2 separate regions of the Sus scrofa genome follow, and region 2 is linked to region 1. Evidence: chromatin contacts called from public promoter capture Hi-C data. All regions are on one chromosome and are shown on one strand. Each heading gives the region's core, a stretch centred on a gene start, on an enhancer-like site or on the middle of the called end of the contact. The rest is flanking DNA. Distances are from core to core; before and after follow the strand shown. Region 1 holds the start of CNDP2 (carnosine dipeptidase 2). Region 2 has its middle 32 kb from the start of TIMM21.

Region 1 (6,031 bases), core at 960-3,459:
CAGTGTGAGACCCATTATGTCATGCTCCACCATACAGATTCAGGGGAAAAGAAATCATTTGATTCATCATCTTTAAAAACTGCAATCAAGACGAAACAAAGATAATAATCCCAGAAATGGGGCTTTCAAAATTGGTTCTCCCCCACTTCCTTCAATGGACAACTCAGATTCCATCAAATGGCAAAACCCAAACCTCAGCACTGACTGAAAGGAGTTCAGTGACTCCTTTCAGAGCAAATTCAGCACTGCAGGGACAGGAAGAATTTCACAACTGCAGCTGTGGAGTCACAAGACCCTACCACATCCATGTAGCTCTGAAGTGGGACACCAGAGAAGTGGCTGTGTATGGACACACCGAATTACAGAGAATTTTCTTCTTGGTAGAGGATTCTGAAGTGACTTCTAAACAGAGGACAGACTTTGTCCACTGAGATAGTAAGCTTGGTAGCTGCTCAACAGATCAAGGATGTGCAGCTTGAGTTTAGTAAAGGCAATCCTCTTCCAACAACCACAACAGAGCATGAAACAGTTAAATATCTCCCTGCCAACTCAGATTGTTTCAGCCTTTTGGAAGACAAGGTTCATAAATGCATACACTGCATAGAAGTCAGATTTTCAATCATAAAGGAAAACCTATTTAGCAGAACAGTATGCTACACCAGATACTCTTCATTTGAGTTCCTGGTCATTACACAGCACAAATTCCATGCTCACTGTGATATATTCTCATTAGCATTATGCTTTTTGCAGCCCAGTTAACCAATCGCCTTCCAGCTAAAGTCAAATATATAGCTATCTAAGTTGAATCTTTAACCAAAGGAGAGTAAACAGAGACTGGATTATTCAGCTCTTCCTGCCACCTCACCAGGTGGAAAAACAACATCTCTGAACTGCTAACTGGGTCAGAGAGGTTAGGCCAGAGCCCCTTTCTCCCTCCCATGCACAGTTATTCCTGTTTCACCAACTGGCCAGTACCAAAGCCATTACAACGGACTACTTTTTTCTGGGGGGCTAAGGTGGGGGGACTTGCACCATGACATGCAGAAGCTCCCAGAATCCCCACCACAGCAATGACTTGAGCCACAGCAGTAACAACGCCAGATACTTAACCTGCTGAGCCAGGAGGGAACTCTAAATGGGGACCACTTTTATATGCCCTGGTGAACCCCATTTATTAGGGTAAAAGCATTGAGTTGGAGTGAACAAAAGCAAACCCTATTGTCTGGAAGTAAACACCAGCCTCACTCCCTTCTTGGAATCTAAGGTTCCTGGGGAGTAAAGTAACTTCAACACTGAAACTCCAGTGAGGGGAAGAAGGGCTGGTGGTACCACCTGGAACCACCCAGCAATCCCTACAAAGATTCTTTCAGTTCTGAGGCTCCATCCTGACCTCCTTAATTCAAGGCACATGCAAAAGTAAAGGGACTCTTGAATGAGGGCTTCAGCTCTGTGTAAAAACCACTGCAACAGGAGTAGGAACCTCTGATTTGCTCAATCTAGAACTTTAATCCCAAACATACAGTTCTACAAAATTATTCCTCACCACCCCTCCCTGCAAACACCAGGGATGACAAAGGCATAAATAAAATCTCCGCCGGGTCGCTGAGTCAGCACCAGGTTCCCGCGCGGGCGAGGGCGGGTCGGAGGCCCAAGGACTCAGGACAGGCCGACGCAGGACCAAGCATCACTCCCGGAGACTGCCTCAGGGCAGCCACGTGCAACCTCCCAGCCTTAAGTGAGGGTGGAGACCCTGACCCCGGGCCTCCGACCCTGAGCGCAGGCCGTCCTGCAACACCAACCTCAGGCCTCCGCCAAAGGTCTCTGCAGCCGAGAGACAGGCTTTAGTTTTCTGCGGGCCTCACTGTTGCGGAGGGCGGGGGTGGGGAGGGGTTGCTCACAGGCGGGTCAGTGTGCGTCCTCCCCGCCGCCGCCCCGGACCCCATTCTGACTGGAGCGGGCCGCATTCTGAGTGGACGCCCTCTTCTCCCGTCAGGGCCGGCCACAGGCCCCTCAGAGCTGGCCTGGTCCCTGGCCCGCCGCGCAGCGACCGGTCTCCCCTGCCTGCCGGGAGGCGGCCTGGACCCCACGCTCCCGGCCTCGGCCCTGCTCCCGCCGCCTGCAGGAACCTCCCTGTCCACAGGGACCTCCTTCCCCGGGAAGGCCGCTCACCAGCCAGCTGCTACAGCTCGGGTTCCGCACCACGTGTCTCGGTCACGCCCCCTGTGCGGGCCCGCCCCGCAGCCGCCCCATCCACCAATCCCAGACCTCGACCGGAGCACTGGCGTATCCCCGCCTCGCCGCCGTGCAGTCCGCCAATCCCGGACCTGGCCGGAAACTGCGCCGCCCCGCCCTCCGCTGTTCGGAGCGCGGCGCCGGCAGGAGGCGAGGCTGAGACCTGGGAGGCCAGGGCTTAAAAGCGCGAGCCCGGCGGCGATCTACTTTGGTCTTCCGCCTTTTGCCTCAACCGTGGGGTTGGAGAGGTAGTGTTTTGTGTGAAGTGGTCCGGGATTGAGGTGCCCACACCCCCCTACCCAGAGTCCCCATTCCCGCGGGTTCCTGAAGCATGTTTTCCTGGTCACACAGGTTTCCGTTTCACGTATCTTTGGCACTTTGTTCACCAAGCCTTCACCGTTACTAAGAGGAATTATTTTAGTATTTAGATCCAGTAATCCTAGGAATTAATGAAGAAAGTAGACCCACCATTTACTTATTGAGCGTCTACTATTTCTCCGAGGGTGTGATTATCTCCTTTAGAGCATCACCCAAAAAATTTGGGAAAGATTTTACCCTTCCCATATTCTATGTTGTTGTTGTAGTTTTAATGACAATTTTATAGTTGGAATGGATGTAGTTCCTCACATCCTGTAAATATTTTTAAATAAGATTACTTAAATTTTTACATGGTTTGTTTTTCCCTTGAAATTCTGTTTTCATCAATATCCGTTGCAGAATTTTTTTTAATTGCAGCATTTCATTTATAAATCATTAAATATCATTTATACTTGATACTATTAATGATACTGTTATACTTTTATACATTTGTACAATATGTATAAAAATTTAAATCAGTATTTACTTTCCTGTAACTAGAAAATTCTGTTAATTTTTTTCTCTTCTAGATTAAATTCTTATTACAATTATTAGTAGTACATGATTGATTAAAAACCACCTACATATATTATACACTTTTGTAAGTAATTTGAATTTATTGGACATATATCCTTCACTCAAATCTATTAGGCTTTAAAAAAATTAGTTCGGCTATCTATAAATGAGATTCTTGATGGAATGAGACTGAATTTGGTGAAAAACATGGCAAAAAGTGATTTAGAGTAAAATCTGTAACACATTACCTGTTTATTAAAATTTTACGGGTATGTGGTGGTACTAAATAAGAGCAAAGAGGAAGCTTGGGTACAAGTAAAAAGTGAATATGCCCACAACATTGTAAATCAATATACTTTAATAAAAGATAAAATTAAAACTGAATATGCATTTACAGTACCTAATAATCATTTGAGAAACGTTAATGAAAATATTTCTCCTGCAAATCTGAATAAAAGTTAAGAAAATGCAAATTTTTATCTTGATGTAGAACCCTTATATTTGAAAATATAATGTTAATTGTCAGCAGATGGAACTTTCTACCTCCTGCCCTTGAAAGAAAGCAAAATATGCAACAGACAGGTGGCCTTGAGTAAGGAGGCATTCTCTAATAGCATACTTTCAAATTGTATTTCAAATTGCCCTTTCGTTTGGAGAATTTTGGCTTTTAAAGAATTAGTACAGAACTTAGAACATGCCTGGCATTGAGTATCTTGATCTCTTCAGGCTGCTATGACAAAAATACCAAAAACTGAGTAGCTTATAAACAACAGAAATTTGTTTCTTCTGATCTGGAGGCTGGAAGTCCAAGATCAAGCTGCTACCAGATTCAGTGAGCTAGCTTCTCATAGATGGGGGTGGTCTTTTCAACATAAGCAGAAAGTTCTCTGGGGTCTCTTTTGTAAGGACACTAACCCCATTCATGAAGACTCTGTGAATAGATGTGAAATTTGGGCAGCTGGAATTGGTGATCTTAAAACTTTTGGATCCTTCTTTAAAAGTCTTCTGCCCCTGGCTATTTCTGTCTGAAGACCCCTGCCTTACAAAGCGGCTCATATTTAAACCCAAGGGTGCGCATCTGAATATCTCCAGCAGGCGGCACTGCAATCCATTCCTTCTTGAGTAAAGGATGCTTTGCAGATTGCTCCCTAGCCACAAACCTGATTCCTCACAGGTTACACTTTGCTCCAGGGTAAGGACCATAGCCAGTGTGTCTTCTGAGCCCCCAGTTAGGCTCTTAGATCCCAGGGAGAGAGGGAAGCACGCAGGGGCTTGGTAGAGGTGCCCAGGGACAGCTGGGTGCCTCGAGGGCCAGTGTTCCCTCAGATGACTCACTGTCACCTGGGGAGTCCACAGCATTGGTGCCTGTTTTGTGTCCTCCATGAGTCTGCTTCCACTTTCTGCTCAAGTTGAAATTTGTCTCAAGTTGAAATTTCCCCAAAGAGAGAACAGTTGGTTTAGTAAGCCACCATTTGGAATCAGTTCACCTGCAGGGCAGAAGGCCTGGCCAGGTTCCTACCTCTCCTGCCTCTGAGTCAGTTCCCTTGGGTGGCACCTGAGCTGGCCAAGGGGTCGACATCATAGCTCAGCGGGTGCTAGGTGCTGCAGGAACCCCAGAGACAGGCATGGTCTAGGCTTGACTAAGGACGGGGCAACTTGACTGTGAAAGGGGGCCCTGCTTGGCCTGCTCTCCAGCCTCAGAGGATGAGTAAGACAAGTATTCAATGTACTCTGTATATAATTTACTGTATGTATCACTTTGCTGCTGATGCTGGAAGCCGGATGTGCAGGGTTGTGGAACGGGGAGGCAGAGCATTGTGACTCTTCTCCCAGGTCACTACACGCATAAGATACACCTTGTTCAAGAGGACAATCTGAGGCAGCAGAGGAAAGGACAAAAGAAAGAATAGCTTTGCATATACATTCACCGTCCACACACTCTCCCAGTTCTTAGTGAGCACCTACTGTGCGCTGGGCACTAGGCTCATTCGGGACTTGCAACCCATTCTGTTACAGTTTGTGCAACACAACTGCAACTTTCAGAACACTTTCCCAGAGTGTTAGGTTGTGAAGGTCTGTGTGGCACTCTCTGGGCTTCTGAATAAATGCATAAAATTCTATTTTTGAAAGTGATAAATGTACATAAATAAATCTAACACCTTGGCGACTGCATCCAAGGCAAAAAAGTATGACTTCCCCCACCCCACCCATCCCCTTTCCCCTGGCAAAATGTGAATACAAACCACAGTTTCTGCCATATACACAGTCCTTGGACAGAAGGAGAAAAAAGCCCCCTCCCCCCAATTTTCTAGATTTTGAGAGCCTATGACCTGTTACTACATGGATACTTGACAGCTGTTTATTTTTTATTTTTTAATTTTTGTGGGTTCCTGGGCCGGGGATAGAACCTGCTCGACAGCAGTGTCCCAAGCCACAGCAGTGACAATGCCAAATCCTTACCCTGATGAGCCACCAGGGAACTCCGGTGACAGCAGTTTAAAGAGCCTAAAAATTGGTTTTACATTATCAGGTACCCTTGAACGAAATGTTTAGATTTAGTCTGAAATGAAATTGAAGTCACCTCCCTTTAGGTTTCTTGCATTGATTAAATCTAGAGAAAATGCATAAACCCTCATTTAAAAGGATCATTTCTAAAGTATGCAATGTTTAATCATTCACAAGTCAGATTTCCATTCTTTATTTTATTTGATCTTCACAGCAAATATTGAGGCAGAATTTTTTTCCCCGCTATGTCCTGCTACCTTTCTGTTTACTTTTATTCAACCTGTGATAAGCTGTGGGTGGGGTGGGGATGACAAAGAGGAGTGATGTCCTCTGTCTACAGTTGTGACAGCATTGCCTTGATTCTTTCCCAAATGCTGAAAGACAATGGAACCCATGAATTGCTGCCTTTTTTGGGGAAAAA
Region 2 (6,031 bases), core at 1,009-3,508, 240 kb after region 1:
CTGCGCTGAGTTCAGGGTGGGGTGGGGGAGGTGGCCCTTTGTGTCTGCAGCTTGTGCACCACTGCTATCTGAGCTCTGGAGCTGCCTGCTTATCTAAGTGAACGTATCCCCAGGCCCTGCTCCCCAGGCCCAGAGGTGGCTCACAGAGCTGGACTGTGTCCTCACGCTGGCCTTCCTTTGGGGTGCCCTCAGTCAGTGTGTCCTGTCCTTTCTCACCTTAGGTCCCTCTTGTGCTTAGTGTCCGCAAATACCTCCTATTCTGGTCACGTGCTTCCTGCCTGGAGACTTAGCCGCAACTGCTACCCCAGGAAGATCTCTCCAGGAGCCTGAACCACCAGTTCTGGAGGACCCCTGCCCCAGCTGTGTGTCTCTCACCCCAGCTGTGTGTCCCCTGTATGGCTTTGTCAGTGTTTCCACTGCTCTTCTCTCCCTCTGCCTACAAACCCTCATTGGCCCAGGATTGGGAGTTGGGGGAGGTACCCCCACTGCTCTGACCAATTGAGCCACAATCGGTCAGATGTGGTTTTCCAGATGGGTCTCTGCACCCAGGTGACTCTGCCCTGGGTTTACTGTCCTGGGAGCTCCCAGGTCAGAGCGGCTGAACCAAGGCCTCTGGGCTCAGAAGTCCCATGTCTGCTCTCTGATCTGAGCTGGCTTGGGGCCCAGGGCAGGGGGACGAAGGGCAGCATCCTGACTTTTGGACTAGCAAACATTTCATTTAATGATTCTGTCACCTCCTTGTTGTGCCAAAGAGAAGAGAAGACATGTCTCCTTCACCACACAGGACACATACCATGACACCAGCCTGACCGGATCCCTCTGGCTTCTTAAAGCAGGAGCAGAGGGAGGGTCCCCGTCAGACTACATGGCATGGCTTTTGGAGAAAATATATTTTGTTTTTGCCTTTTCTAAAATTAAAAATAACTTTTAAAGGGTTTCACAAAGTGAAGTTTCTTACAGTGTTTGATAGGTTCCTTTAGCTCTCTAGTGCGGTCAGGTCTTGGGATGACCCTGGTTTTTCATTTGTTTGTTTTCTGTAATAAATTCCAATGGTGAACAAATCTCTTGAGAGAGTGTGGGGGTGATTTTGGAATCCCTAACTCTCAAGCAATAAACACAAGAAAATCACCCCTAACTCTCAAGTAATAAACACAACAATAGTGTACAGGTTGCCTCACTCCGAACAAGAAATGGCCTGCTGTTTTATATCGGGTCATAGTTCACACTCCCACTGTGAATTTTTTACTATTCTAAGTCATCTATTTCTTTCTTCTTTCTTTCTTTCTTTCTTTCTTTTCTTTCTTTCTTTCTTTCTTTCTTACTATTCTAAGTCATCTCTTCTTTCTCTCTCTCTCTCTCTCTTTCTTTCCTTTTCTTTTCTTTTCTTTTTTTGGCTTCTTAGGGCCACACTGGGGCATATAGAGGTTCCCAGGCTAGGGGTCCAATTGGAGCTACAGCTGCCGGCCTACACCACAGCCACAGCCACGCCATATCGGAGACGCATCTGTGACCTACACTGGAGGTGTAGGCAATGCCGGATCCTTAACCCCCGGAGCAAAGCCAGGGATCGAACCCGCAACCTCATGGTTCCTAGTAGGATTCGTTTCCGCTGTGCCACGATGGGAACTCCTCATCTATTCTTTTTTTTTTTTTTGTCTTTTTGCTATTTCTTGGGCTGCTCCAGCGGCTATGGAGGTTCCCAGGCTAGGGGTCGAATGGGAGATGTAGCCACCGGCCTATGCCAGAGCCACAGCAACGTGGGATCCGAGCCGCGTCTGCAACCTACACCACAGCTCACGGCAACGCCGGATCGTCAACCCACTGAGCAAGGGCAGGGATCGAACCCACAACCTCATGGTTCCTAGTCGGATTCGTTAACCACTGCACCACGACGGGAACTCCTCATCTATTCTTGAAGACAAGGATTAACTCTTGCTCAGCTTAGTGGCCTCAATGTCCAGCACAGACTTTTACAGAATACACGCTGCAGCGTTTAAATATCTGCTGAATTCATGGAAGCTGTGTGAATAACTTTGTACTTTAAATTTAATTGGATTTCCTAGGGGATCTTGCGATTGAAATGAATACTATATATAGAATGAATACTAAAGAGACCAAATCTTTAAAAGACTATGTAAAGAAACAATTGCCTTAACAGAATGCCTTTATAGGGTTAAGTACCAATTTACTGAATTTCATGAACTGAAATTCATTTTAGCGGGTGTCCGTGGCCCTCTGGTGGCCGCAAAGGGTCAAAGCATCCGTTCTGGTCTCAGGAAACCTCCCTTAAGATGACTGATCAGAGAGAAGTGGGGCAGAACAGAACCCAGGAAGCCAAAATTTTCCAGCAGCAAAGGTGTGATCTACTTCAACAGGAGCTTGGCCTTTTATGGGACTCCCTGTTACCCTCCCTCTGTTTAAAAAACTAAGAAACAAAGACCCTAAAGTCTTAGGTGCCTGGGAAGCAAAAGCTAGAGTAACCTCTTTTGAGCAAATAGAATTCTGAGCATATTGGTGCCACTTCCTGAAAGTTAAACACAGCCCAATACAGAGGGAAGTGAGTCCTGTCTTCTCTACCTGCTTTTCTCACGTCTGCGCTGGGCCGACTGGAAAGATAAGGGTAACAGTCATTGCGCTGTATGTTTCAGAATATTATAGACGGACAGCTTTGTTTCCATTTCCCAATTTCCATTATGTGAAATTGCTCTTTTTAAGCGGTTAATCATTCTGGATCTGGGAAAGCTGTCAGTGTACTTGTGTTCACAAAGGGCAATCAGCAGTGTGTTCCTTTCCCTTAGGGCCCAGGGAGGAGGTGAGGAGGGGGAGGCCCTTACCTACAGCACACACTTTTGGGGATATGTGTGCCACAAACGCAGTAATCAAGATAACATTTTAATGAAATATTTTGAAACTCAAAATTAATGCAAAATACCCATGACAAATAAAATGTCAATGTGTTAGGTAAAGACAGGGACAGTAGAACTGATTTTTCTTTCCCTGTCAGCCTCCAGTGCGGCTCGGCTAGGCACTGCTTTCTCATTGCTGGCTTTTGTTAAGAAGCAATGTCTTCGAGTGGCTGAGGGCCCACCTCTGAAGCTGAGACACCTGGGTTTCACCAGATGCTGCTACTTACTAGCCGCATGACATTGGGCGAAGCTCATCAGGTGGGAACTTAAGCGTGAAGAATCCTTGCAGGCTGGGTGGGACAGAGGAGAGATTGGGGTGAGAGAGGGATGAGGCCCACTCCATTAATGCTGAATTTGAAGACGGAGGATGGGGACCAGGAGTCAGTCATGGGATGGGAGAGGCCCCTAGACTAAGCTGGGAATGGCTCCCAATGACAAGCAGTAAAAAAGAGTGACTTTCGTCCTACAACCTCAAGGAATTGAATTTGCCTACAATCAAATGAGCAAGAGAACAGCTTCTCCCTAGAGCCCACAGGAAGGATCATGGCCCTGCTGACACCTGATGTTCACCAGGTAAGAACCATGTTGGACTGATGACCCACAGAATGTCAGATAATAGATCTGTGCTGTTTTAAGTCATTAGGTTTGTGGAAATTTGTTATGGCAACCATAGAAAATGAATCCTTTCCGAATGGTGGAGGTTGGGGTGTTGTCATGGTTTGCCAACATCTACAGGTGCTGGCAGGTAATACAAGGCGATGACACCACACTGGTGAGTGTGGGGTTTGTGGGCAGGCATCAATGTTGTCTGCCAGAGTTCTCAGTGAACAAGATGGAAACACAAACACACACATGCACACACACACACACACACGTATGCACATGTGCACACACAAAGGGGAGCAATGTGAGAGCAGCAATCAGACATATATTTCTTTTTAAAAACCACCTACGTATAATTTCAAAGTTTACCAGTAGGTCACCATAAATGGAATGATTGTCCAAGTCCCAGGATTGTTAGGAGGGCTGTTCCAGATGCAGATGGAATATGGCTTATCTTATGGACACGGTTTTACCTTTTTGCTTGATTGGACTGTATTTCAATTAGTCACTCTTAAAGGGCTTGTACAGTGATGCTAAATAACTTGATATTGATTTCCTCCTGTCTGTTTTGAGGTGGGGAGTGAGAACGACTGTAAGAGTTAAAGGACACTGATAAAATAAGAGCCAAATAGTTATAGCTGTGAGACAGGTAGTGCCAGACTATCTACTTTGGACAGAAACCTACTTACCCTCGGGCAGTGCAAGCAGGTATTTCTTGAATCCAGAGAGAAGCCCCAAGTCATCAAGTATCTCATGCTAACTATTTATAGCACTTTGTCCTTTTTTAAAAAAAAAAATTTTTTTTTCTCTTTTCATTCTACCAGTTCCATTAATAGTCTTAGCCACTCCTATGGCATCAATATTTATACGTCTTTTCCAAATCTTTTTGGAAGAAAGCATTTTCCAAATATTCAGCCAGTCTATATTCTTTATTCAATATTTCCACCTAGATACCCCATAGTTATTTCGAAACTTAATACAGCCAAAATGGGACTCATTATTTCTATCCCCAAATTCTGTTAGCCTTAGCTTTGCCTATCTGTTTCTCCCCTTTGTATCATTTGATGAAGGACTTGAGTCCGTTTATAAAAATACATATACTACCAAAGGTCAACATAAGTCATTGAATATAGTCTAGCCAAAAGGGAATTATTAAAAGCAAGCAGGTAACATTAGCACACAGAAACGAGTACTAATTGATCCTCTGAAAATGATTAAATGAGTCTCAGATTTAGCCCTAAGCTTCCTAGCAGCCAAAGAGAATCTGGAACCACACTCAGTTATAAGATTTGTTAGCTGCCCAATATTCCAACCAACTCAATTTCCAACATAGGGTTTCCTGCTTTGACCTGAGTGAAATTTCACCCAACCAAGGGGAGCTTTCTATGACGCGGTTAATGATGCCCTTGGGGCCTCTATTAAAATATTCAGTTTCCTAGATCCTTGTGCAAACAGAGTGAACATGTGACCCAGTTCTGGTTTAAGGAGATACAGGCAGAAGCCGCTGCTAAAGGCACCTCTTTCCAAATAAAAAGAGGCTTTTTAAGGACAAGGCTCTTCTGCTTCCCCTCTGCCTGGGGCCATCATGTGTCTCATGGTTAAGAAGATGGAGCAGACAGACTGAAGGACCTTGGGTCCACAAAGGCAGCTAGAAACACTGGGGTTATTCCTGCTTGTTGACCTATAAACTCCTTACATATGAAAAATAACCTTGTTTAAGCCACGTTTTTAGAGTTATTACTTGCACCTGAACACAATCCTAATTGATAAACTATTCCTATGATAAATACTGTGTTAGTTTCTAGGGCAACCACTACAAATGACCACAGACATGGTGGCTTAAAACAGCAGGTTCTCCTCTCAGTTCTGGAGGCAGGAGGTCTGAAGCTAGGGTGTTAGGGCCATGCTGCCACTGGGGGCTCTGGGAAGGATCCTTCCTTGCCTCCTGCAGGTTCTGGTGGTTCCAGGTGTACCTTGGTGTTCCTCAGCTGGCACCTAATTAACTTTCAACCCTGCCTCCATCTTCACATGATCATTTCTCTCTGTGCCTTTGTGTCCTCCTCTGTCTCTATAAGGACATGAATCATTCAGTATGACCTCTGGATGACTTAACTAATTATAACTGCAAAGATCTATTTACAAATAAGATCACATGCTGAGGTTCCAACTGGACAGGAATTTGGGGGGGACACCAACACAGTGCAAATACCATATCAATCTTTGTGTGGTTCCCATTCTTGCTGACTGTTGCCCACGAAGGCAGGATGGAAGACTGTAGACCCCACATGCCACATGCAGTTCTGATATTCAGTGGAAAAATAATTGGATGGGAAAGTGGCAAATTGTGGTTGCCCCTCAGGATTAATTTCACACCCCCACAACTCAGTAACCATGCTGTGTGAGTTCATGTAGACCCAAACCCAGCTCTAGTTGTGGGCACTGTTTACAGTGATGGTTCAGGCATCAACTAGACTTTTTCCTTAAACCATTCAGTCCATTGCTTTACTCTGGCCATAGAGATT

What was found. Promoter capture Hi-C pulls out the DNA fragments that hold promoters and counts their contacts.
Region 2: a contact with region 1 is called in a promoter capture Hi-C map of fetal liver, with 5 times the contacts expected there. The contact joins the enhancer-like site here to the promoter of CNDP2 in region 1. A contact is called at or near these places in 5 of 5 promoter capture datasets (fetal liver, fetal skeletal muscle, liver and 1 more), 18 of 47 Hi-C or Micro-C datasets (brain, embryonic fibroblasts, epiblast stem cells and 11 more) and 2 of 2 datasets of contacts at active chromatin or transcription factors (alveolar macrophages and skeletal muscle).

Annotation. Positions count from the first base shown.
Region 1 is chr1:149,582,110-149,588,140 of Sscrofa11.1, forward strand. It overlaps CNDP2 (carnosine dipeptidase 2), which reads right to left and starts at 2,210. Exons shown (of 12, transcript NM_001243707.1): 1 at 2,170-2,210.
Region 2 is chr1:149,820,998-149,827,028 of Sscrofa11.1, forward strand. No RefSeq gene overlaps it. Among named protein-coding and RNA genes, the nearest start is that of TIMM21, 32 kb to the right of the region's middle. Within about 2 kb of position 2,259, at least 7 of the 83 cell types and tissues checked have an H3K27ac peak or open chromatin away from gene starts, as enhancers often do. A contact at or near this core is called in fetal liver and liver, where this site is marked.